2 separate regions of the Gossypium arboreum genome follow, and region 1 is linked to region 2. The links are chromatin contacts, called in public Hi-C maps. All regions are on one chromosome and are shown on one strand. The core of a region is the stretch at or near the end of the contact, and the rest is flanking DNA. Distances in the headings are between cores, read along the strand shown.

Region 1 (4,099 bases), core at 546-3,045, 340 kb after region 2:
TACATCTTACATATATTGTAATATATGTAAGTATATTTTGTCAGTCTATTACACCATGTTGTTGTTGGGGTTTTTTTTTTTTTTGGTACTTCCATGTATTTTTATTTAATTTAATTTATTTTGTACGTATCCATGGATTCCAATGTTTCTTTCCATCCATCAATAGCTGTGGTTCCTTTGATTACATGTTGGGCCGCGAAAACTAAACAACAAAAGAGCAAAGTCTATCACAATATTATTACATGACAAAAACGAAAAAAAAAATACACATACATATTCTATCACTAAAATTTAAAAATAATTAAATTACGAGTAACACGAGGATTAATGGAGATAATAATTTGTACATATTAAAATAAAATGTATAATATATATTGAAATAAAGTTTAAGTGGTAATTTAAATTGTTACTAATTCAATTGACATAGATTCAAATACCATCATATTCATATTTTAATTGAATTTTATTAAAATGAAAAGACTAAAATACCTTCAAATAACAAAACTTACTAGAAATTCTATCACATGCGTGTAAATATTTATAATATAGATATGCATTTAAAAATAATATACAATAAAAAATTAGATTAAATTTAAGTAAAATAGAATTTAAACAAATAAAACATCATCATACTAAGAATACTAAATGAATACATCAATTCTAAGTTGGTGTCGAGTTAATTTGTGACACCAACTCAATGTAATTGAGTTGTAAATTTAAAGTTTTATCAATGCAATTGGCCTGAGTTCAATCTCTTCATCGCATATTATTATTATCATTATTTTAAAATAAAAGATTAAAGTACCATTGAAGAATATTTACTTATTTTAAATATGAAAAGACATATATGTAATCTTCATAATCGAGTTGGTACTTGGTTGACTCGTAATCCCAACTCAATCAACGACTTAAATAATAATATAGATATATAATTGATGAAAGTAATAAAGTATGCATAATAAAATTAAAATATATAAAAAAGTTAAAGTCAAGCCTTAGCTGAGTAGTAAATTTAAGGCTTTACTAATGCAATCAGTGTGGGTTCATACACCACAATATGCATATTATTATTATTATTATTATTATTATTATTATTATAATAAAAAGATAAAAGTACTCGAAATGATATAACTTATTTTAAATATGAAATGGTATTTTGGTAATTTTTCTAACGAGTTAGTGCTCTGTTGACTTATGACACCAATTTAATCAATGACTTAAATAATAGTTTGCATAATACAATTAAAATATAAATATCATATTAAGATAAAGTTCTAGTTTTGTGTTAAAAGGTTATATTTTACCATGTCAATAGCATGAGTTTAAATCCAATTACACGTAATTTATTTATTTTTTAAATAAAAAATTAAGATACTTTTGAATAATGTATTCTATTTTAATCTTAGAAATATATTTTTGTAATTTTATAATTAAATTGGTGTTCAACTGATTCATGATACCAACTTAATTAATAAATTAAATAATAATATATATTAATATTTAAAATTTATATTATATAAAATAATTTAAATGCAATATATTATAATAAATACACGAAGAGAAATTAGTCACTATATTTTTATTTCAAAATTTTATACTAATAAAAAAATAAAAAATTAAAAAATTAAAAATTAGACTTAAATTTTAAAAACTAGAACATAAAACATTAAAATCCTGAAATAAAAATAGAGGGCTAATGCTGTAATATGAGAAAAATACAGGGACTAAGAGCATATTTTAACTGAAATAGAAATAGACAATTACTTTACAAACTGGGTTTTAGTGAAAACAGATATGGGGGACTTGTTGAAACACTGAATTTAAGCCCAAAGTAGTGAAGTTCAGTGGTTGAAGGCCTAGATTTGAAACTTAAAATTACAAAATTTTATTGAACGAGCAAATTTGTTATCCACCAAGACGCTGAAAAACCTCATCCACAAACGAGAACCAGAAACTTGAAATTCAGTTGATATTTTTTTAGCCATAGCCATAGCCATAGCCAATAGCACAAGGGGCTGATGTTCATGGTCCGCACTTCACACAATGGCTACTTTCCATTTTCTTCAAATTTCCGCTCGTTTCCTTTCTAAACGCACTTCTCTTCCTCTCCCTCTCCCTCTCCCTCTCCCCAATCCATCCCTTTCCCTTCATTTCCCCCTTAAACGCCTGGTTTCCTTCCCCAAACGCCCGGAACTCAAACGCTTACATGAGGCAGCAGTGGCCACTGGCTCAGCTCAACCAGCAGTTGACCTCCAAAACGTTCCCGTACAGGATACCCAGAAGCAAGAACAATCTGGCAAACTTGTTCTTCCAACTAACGACTCATCCGATGAGCTCCTTAGAATTAGACACACGGTAATCATTGCGTTATCAATTTCCTTTTCTGGGTTTTTTTTATTATTCCATAACGACCTTTTTAAAAAAAAATTTATTATATGCATGGGATTTCAGTGTGCACATGTAATGGCAATGGCAGTTCAAAAACTATACCCAGACGCGAAAGTGACAATTGGACCCTGGATAGACAATGGGTTTTACTATGATTTTGATATGGAGCCTTTGACTGATAATGATCTCAAGAGGATTAAAAAGGAAATGGTAAGTAGATTATTTGATTAAAAGAAGGGGGAAAGTTTTGTGAGAGCTTTGGGGAAATTGTTTTCATTTGGGCTATGGTTTTCAGGGGGTCAGAGAAATTCATTTGTTACCTCCAAATCTGTAGGATCGGATCATTAAACGAAATTTACCGCTTGTAAGAGAAGAAGTTTCAAGAGATGAAGCTCAGAAAAGGATAATGGCTGTAAATGAACCTTACAAGATGGAGATTTTGGATAGTATTAAGGAGGATCCTATCACTATCTATCATATTGGTAAGCCACATTTTTCCTTTTCCAAGTTTCCTGTAGAATTGGTGCTTTAGTTTCTCGTGTAAATGACCCTTTATTGAGTTATCATGAGAAACACTTTCTATGTAACAGTAATGTATTTATTCTAGGTTAGTCCTCTGAGATTTCCCATGTATTTTCTATGGTTCTGGTTCTGCTAGGGATATCAAATGTATACCGGCTTCTCTTCCATTCCTGTCTCCTAACTTGCCTTAATCCATGTTTGGTGGCCTTGGCATATGCTAAGCATCTATGTCTACTGTTTATGAACATAACCGGTGTAACTTGGTTAATCTTTATCAATGAAATAAGTAACACTTTCATGTGTCTGTGTGTGTTCATATCATTTTGTTGACTAATACTGATTCCAGGGAATGAATGGTGGGATCTTTGTGCCGGGCCACATGTCGAAACTACGGGAAAGATAAACAACAAAGCTTTTCAGCTCGAGTCCGTTGCTGGTGCTTATTGGAGAGGAGATGAAAAGAAACCTATGCTACAGAGGATATATGGAACTGCATGGGAAAATGAAGAACAACTGAAAGCTTACCTTCACTTCAAAGAGGAAGCTAAACGCCGGGATCACAGACGTATTGGCCAAGATCTCGATTTGTTTTCTATACAGGAGGAGGCTGGGGGAGGTTTAGTCTTCTGGCATCCGAAGGGTGCCATTGTTAGGCATATTATAGAAGATTCATGGAGGAAAACACACATAGAACATGGTTACGACTTGCTATTTACTCCACATGTGGCAAGGGCTGATCTTTGGAAAATCAGTGGTCATCTAGACTTCTATAAAGAAAGTATGTATGATCAGATGGAGATCGAGGATGAACTTTATCAACTTCGACCAATGAATTGCCCTTACCACATATTAGTATACAAAAGGAAGCTTCATTCTTATCGAGACTTTCCGATCAGAGTTGCAGAGCTTGGGACTGTCTATAGATACGAGTTGTCTGGTAGCTTACATGGCCTGTTCCGTGTAAGAGGTTTTACCCAGGTAATAATTATGTCTTTGCTTAGTCAGCTTAGATGAACATGTTAAATATACCTTTACTTATTTTCTGTTAGTGCTTTGATGCTCAAATTGCAACTCATTTGCAGGATGATGCTCACATTTTCTGTTTGGAAGATCAAATCAAGGATGAAATCAGAGGGGTCTTAGATCTTACCGAGGAGATACTATTGCAGTTTGGTTTCAGCAAGTACGA
Region 2 (4,235 bases), core at 1,115-3,614:
CTCTGGGATTACAGTACTATCCATGTACTTGTAGGGAAGCCACTCTACCTATTTTTTAACAACAAACAGCCATATTACTCTTCCTTTAACTTTTCATCAGAAGCTGACTCTTACACATATGGCAACTAGAAACATAATTTTTATTTTAAAGAACAAAAGGAAATACCAATAACTTACATCACATGGTTCCAGGGAGTCAAGTGCCTTACGGTAGAAAACTACATCACGGTTTGTCGTTGGACCACTCTGCTTTCCCTTCCACCTCAGTACAAAAGGGAAATGATCGTGGATAGGGTCCCTGTTGAGCTTTGGTCGACCAATATTTAGATGATAGTAACTCCAACACTAAAAAAGAAGAATGATTATAAGTAGCAGAATTTTATCTAAATGTTGTCAATAACATTAGAAAAACTTCAGCTAGAAATCCTCCTAACTGCTTCCTTTTGTCAAAAGAAGTTGAAAGACAGCAGGCCCTTCAAAAGCACTTATAGAAGGAAAAGAAAAGGGTAGGAAAATGGGACATCAGAAAAGTGAATAACCTGAAGTAATGTCAAACATCCACAAATAGTGCTTTGGGATCTAACAGAGGCATTCCCAAGTGCCCTATACAAGAATGCTAATGCAGCTGCACCCCATGCATACCTCCCAGCATTCTCAAAATTTTCAAACAATGGAAGGTACATGACAGGGACCTTATTCCCTGTGGTGGTTGAAAAAATAGTGCTTCCCACAAGATACAAAAGGTAAGCACGTGTGTGGTGCTCAATCTCTTCGATCGTTGCATTTTCAGGACACTGAGAAAAGAACTCTTTCAACCAACTTAGCTTCACCATCCCACCACTTGCATAAGTAGAATCTGGTGCTTTCCCAAGATACTTTTCACACACCGTTCCACAAGTGGTATACGTTATTCCAATCACGGGCATCCCGTCAATTGCCAATCCCAGCAAGAAGGCAACATCTTGAAGAGTCACAGTCATTTCTCCAACAGTGAAGTGAAATGTATTAGTCTCTCTTCTCCACCTCTCAACTAAAGCTGAAATGAGCGGATTATCTAAACTAATGGCAGGTATCTTCCTCAAGTACCCAAATCCTGCTTTTTCCACCAATTCAATCTGTTTTGGGGTGAGTCTCCATTCTCCCAACTTTGATGTATGCTCATGACATCTAAGTGCACCACGCTCCTGTAATGCATGTATATATTATGTAATAATGCTAGTGTGTTTTAAATAAAAACGCATGCACAAGTCAAATTTACAATCACAATCAAAGAAACCCTTCACATATATAAGGACAAAACTAGTCTAGTGCATCAAGGCGATGAAACTGATAAACAACCAATCAAACAAACTAACAAATGAACCAGTGCATAAACGAATTCTACAAATTTTCACTTATCAAAGAAACACAAATTACATATCTGCAAATAAAGGGGGGGGGGGGGCGGAGAATGAGATTGGTGGGAATGAGAAACAGACCTGGCCATCCCAAACAGCTGAAGATACATGCTTGTCTTGATCATACAGTACTGAACGATCGATGGGTCCAGGATTGGCTGCAGATGGGTCCATTCCAATCTCTTCCATTGATTTTATCTTCTAAAATTTAAACCAAAATAAATCAAAGTGGCCTGAAATGCAGGCCAAAATAGATAGTTTAGTCCCGTAAATTAGCAGGATAGCCTCCATCACTGTTAATATATACTTAAATTTTACATTTTGGAGCCAATTCTTATCAAGCCCTTGAAACAAAGCACAGATAACTAAGATCAATTTCAAACTTTTTTTAACGAATTAATTGCAAACAAATGATATATATATACACATAAATATAAAAATTTGAAGAATCTCGTATTTGGGTGGTCCATTCAATTTAAAACCCTAGTTTCCGTTTAACTCTCGGAGGACAAATAAAAATGGAAAACTAAACAGAAAACAATATTTGGGTGTGAACATTTTGGTTGTTTAGATAAACGTTCTCTTTATAATTGTAATAATAAAAGGGAAAATCCAGAAATTGGAAATCAGAAAGCGAGCGTGAGGGTGAGGGTGAGGGTGAGGGGGAAAGAAACGACGCCGGAAAGCAAAAAAAATAAAAATTTAGATTTAAAAAAAAAAAGAAATTTGATTTTACTATACCTGAGTTTTAATCAAAACGACAGGAAAGAAAGAAAGCAGGCACCACCGTGAAGAAAATTTTCAGCGGAATTCAAAGCGAAATTAAAAAGAAAAAAAAAAACCGCAACCAAAACGCGTCGTTGCAGGGTTTTCTCCTCTTTGTACCGTGTGTGTGAAAGTCTCCAAAACTGGGATGTGGGTTCGCTTCGCTGCGCTGCGTTTATGAATGGATTCAAAATTTTCCATCCAATAGGCTATAGGCTTAGGGTAAATTACTATCTCACGTTGTTACACGTGGCATGTTTTTGGATGATTTGGGCATCGGCCTAATTTTTCTCTCCTCGAAGAAAATGGGCTTTTTTCATGCATATTTTGTTTCCTTTTCATTTAATTTTATTTATTACTTTTACTGAATTCAATTATCACTTCTTTTAATATAACCTTAACTATTGTCGCAAAATATGATTAACATTCACCCAAAAATATATATACTAGATTTTATTGTTAAAAAGTATCATGGAGATCTTGTATTAGTGTCACGGGTTGCTGATCAAAACCCGTGACAAATGTGCACAAAACTTCATGTGCACAAAACTTCATGTGAAGGTCAATTAATTAAATGAGCTCATTTGACTTAACTCAATTCGTGGAACATATGGAGAAATCTATTTACTTGAAGCATTGGTAGCATAGTAAAACACTCAGTAAAACCAGAGTTACCTTAGTGAATATTTGTCATCATAAGGGATAAGATTGTATAGTGTTTTAATCCCTTAGGGACTTTCATCTTATGGATAGGCTTGAATCTGAACCGTAGATGTTGTTTAAACCATACAATTGGATTTGGGTCTTACACGAGCCTACGAAAGTTTTAATACTAGCATGAGGTCGAATTAGGACTAAATTGTAATGCTTACAAAATTCCAGGTTGACGTTGCGACTTCAGAGGTTTCCTCGTCGTGACGTGACTCTCTGACTTAAGTTCATCATGACCTCGAGGCTATGTCACTGCAACGTGAGCCCTGAACTTTTTGTCATTGCGACATTGGGAGTACGTTGTCACGATGTGACCACTGAATTCCAATAATGTCAAAGTACCTATTCAAATATCCAAAGCAAACAACCTATACAAAATTGATGGCATCGATAGGGCTATTGACACAACTTTAAAATATTGTTACTCTACCCAAAAATAGAGAGAATTTATTTCCAACTATTGAATCTATTTTTCAGAATAACAAATTTTGTCAGTTTCTATTTGAGAAGAGATTTTTCATTTTCACACTAAAGAAAAGAAAATTATTTCTAGTTCTGTGTTTTGATTCGAATCGTTCGAGTCAACCCTTGAAACAACGAGAATAATGGAGAAGATCATTTAGTTGAAAGTCGGAAACGATAAGGATCCATCTATCCGAAAACACAAGTGTGAATTCGATCTAGGGTTTATTGCTATAAATATCATAAACTGGGTTAGTTTTCAAAATTTTTATTTCCCGTTGTACAAGAAAACCATTTTCGAACCAGATTTTTTCCAACAATATAATTCTCCCTATTATAACCATTTTTCTATTCCTAAAATATTATTTATTTAATTAAAATAAATTTAATTAATTCTTTCAATTAAATTATTTTCTTAACCCAATTCTAATTTTGTTAAAATCATAATGAATTTACCTTACTAGAATCTAAGTAAATAAATTTAGTTGTCTTGTTTAGTAAAACTACAATGACTACTTAATTTAATTCTCACTCTGAACTCAACTATTTAATTATAATCAATTAAATAATAAGTCAAAGATATTAAATTGATTTCTAAGTCATCTTTTGTTCCTTGCAAGAAAAATGCATTTACTGCGGATAAAAATACATGCAGTTTATTTCTCCTTTCATTGTTTTCATTCATTCAACATATCGATTATTGTTGCAATTCAAACATGATTGTGTTGAGTTAATGGAAGGACTGATTGGACATGTAAATTAGGGCTCAAATAATTTGTAATTAATTTTTGACTCTTCGTCTAATTACAACATTATTTAGTCATGAAATCAATCCACCAAAAGTACCATGATTGAAATTTCCCTTATTATATACCATTACAAAAGCAACTTATAATTTTG

Evidence for each region. A called contact is a pair of places that touch in the nucleus more often than the background predicts.
Region 1: a Hi-C map of leaf shows a contact between it and region 2, with 2.7 times the contacts expected there. The contact joins the promoter of LOC108482888 here to the promoter of LOC108468478 in region 2. A contact is called at or near these places in 2 of 5 Hi-C or Micro-C datasets (both in leaf).

Annotation. Positions count from the first base shown.
Region 1 is chr7:25,948,283-25,952,381 of ASM2569848v2, forward strand. It overlaps LOC108482888 (threonine--tRNA ligase, chloroplastic/mitochondrial 2), which reads left to right and starts at 1,796. Exons shown (of 7, transcript XM_017786014.2): 1 at 1,796-2,355; 2 at 2,452-2,598; 3 at 2,723-2,870; 4 at 3,257-3,888; 5 at 3,993-4,099. The coding sequence starts at 2,044. LOC108484063 (cytochrome b561 and DOMON domain-containing protein At5g35735-like) reads left to right here. Exons shown (of 3, transcript XM_017787695.2): 3 at 1-129.
Region 2 is chr7:25,612,096-25,616,330 of ASM2569848v2, forward strand. It overlaps LOC108468478 (protein MAIN-LIKE 2), which reads right to left and starts at 2,365. Exons shown (of 7, transcript XM_053031094.1): 1 at 2,139-2,365; 2 at 1,479-1,595; 3 at 540-1,184; 4 at 178-345; 5 at 1-48. The coding sequence starts at 1,586.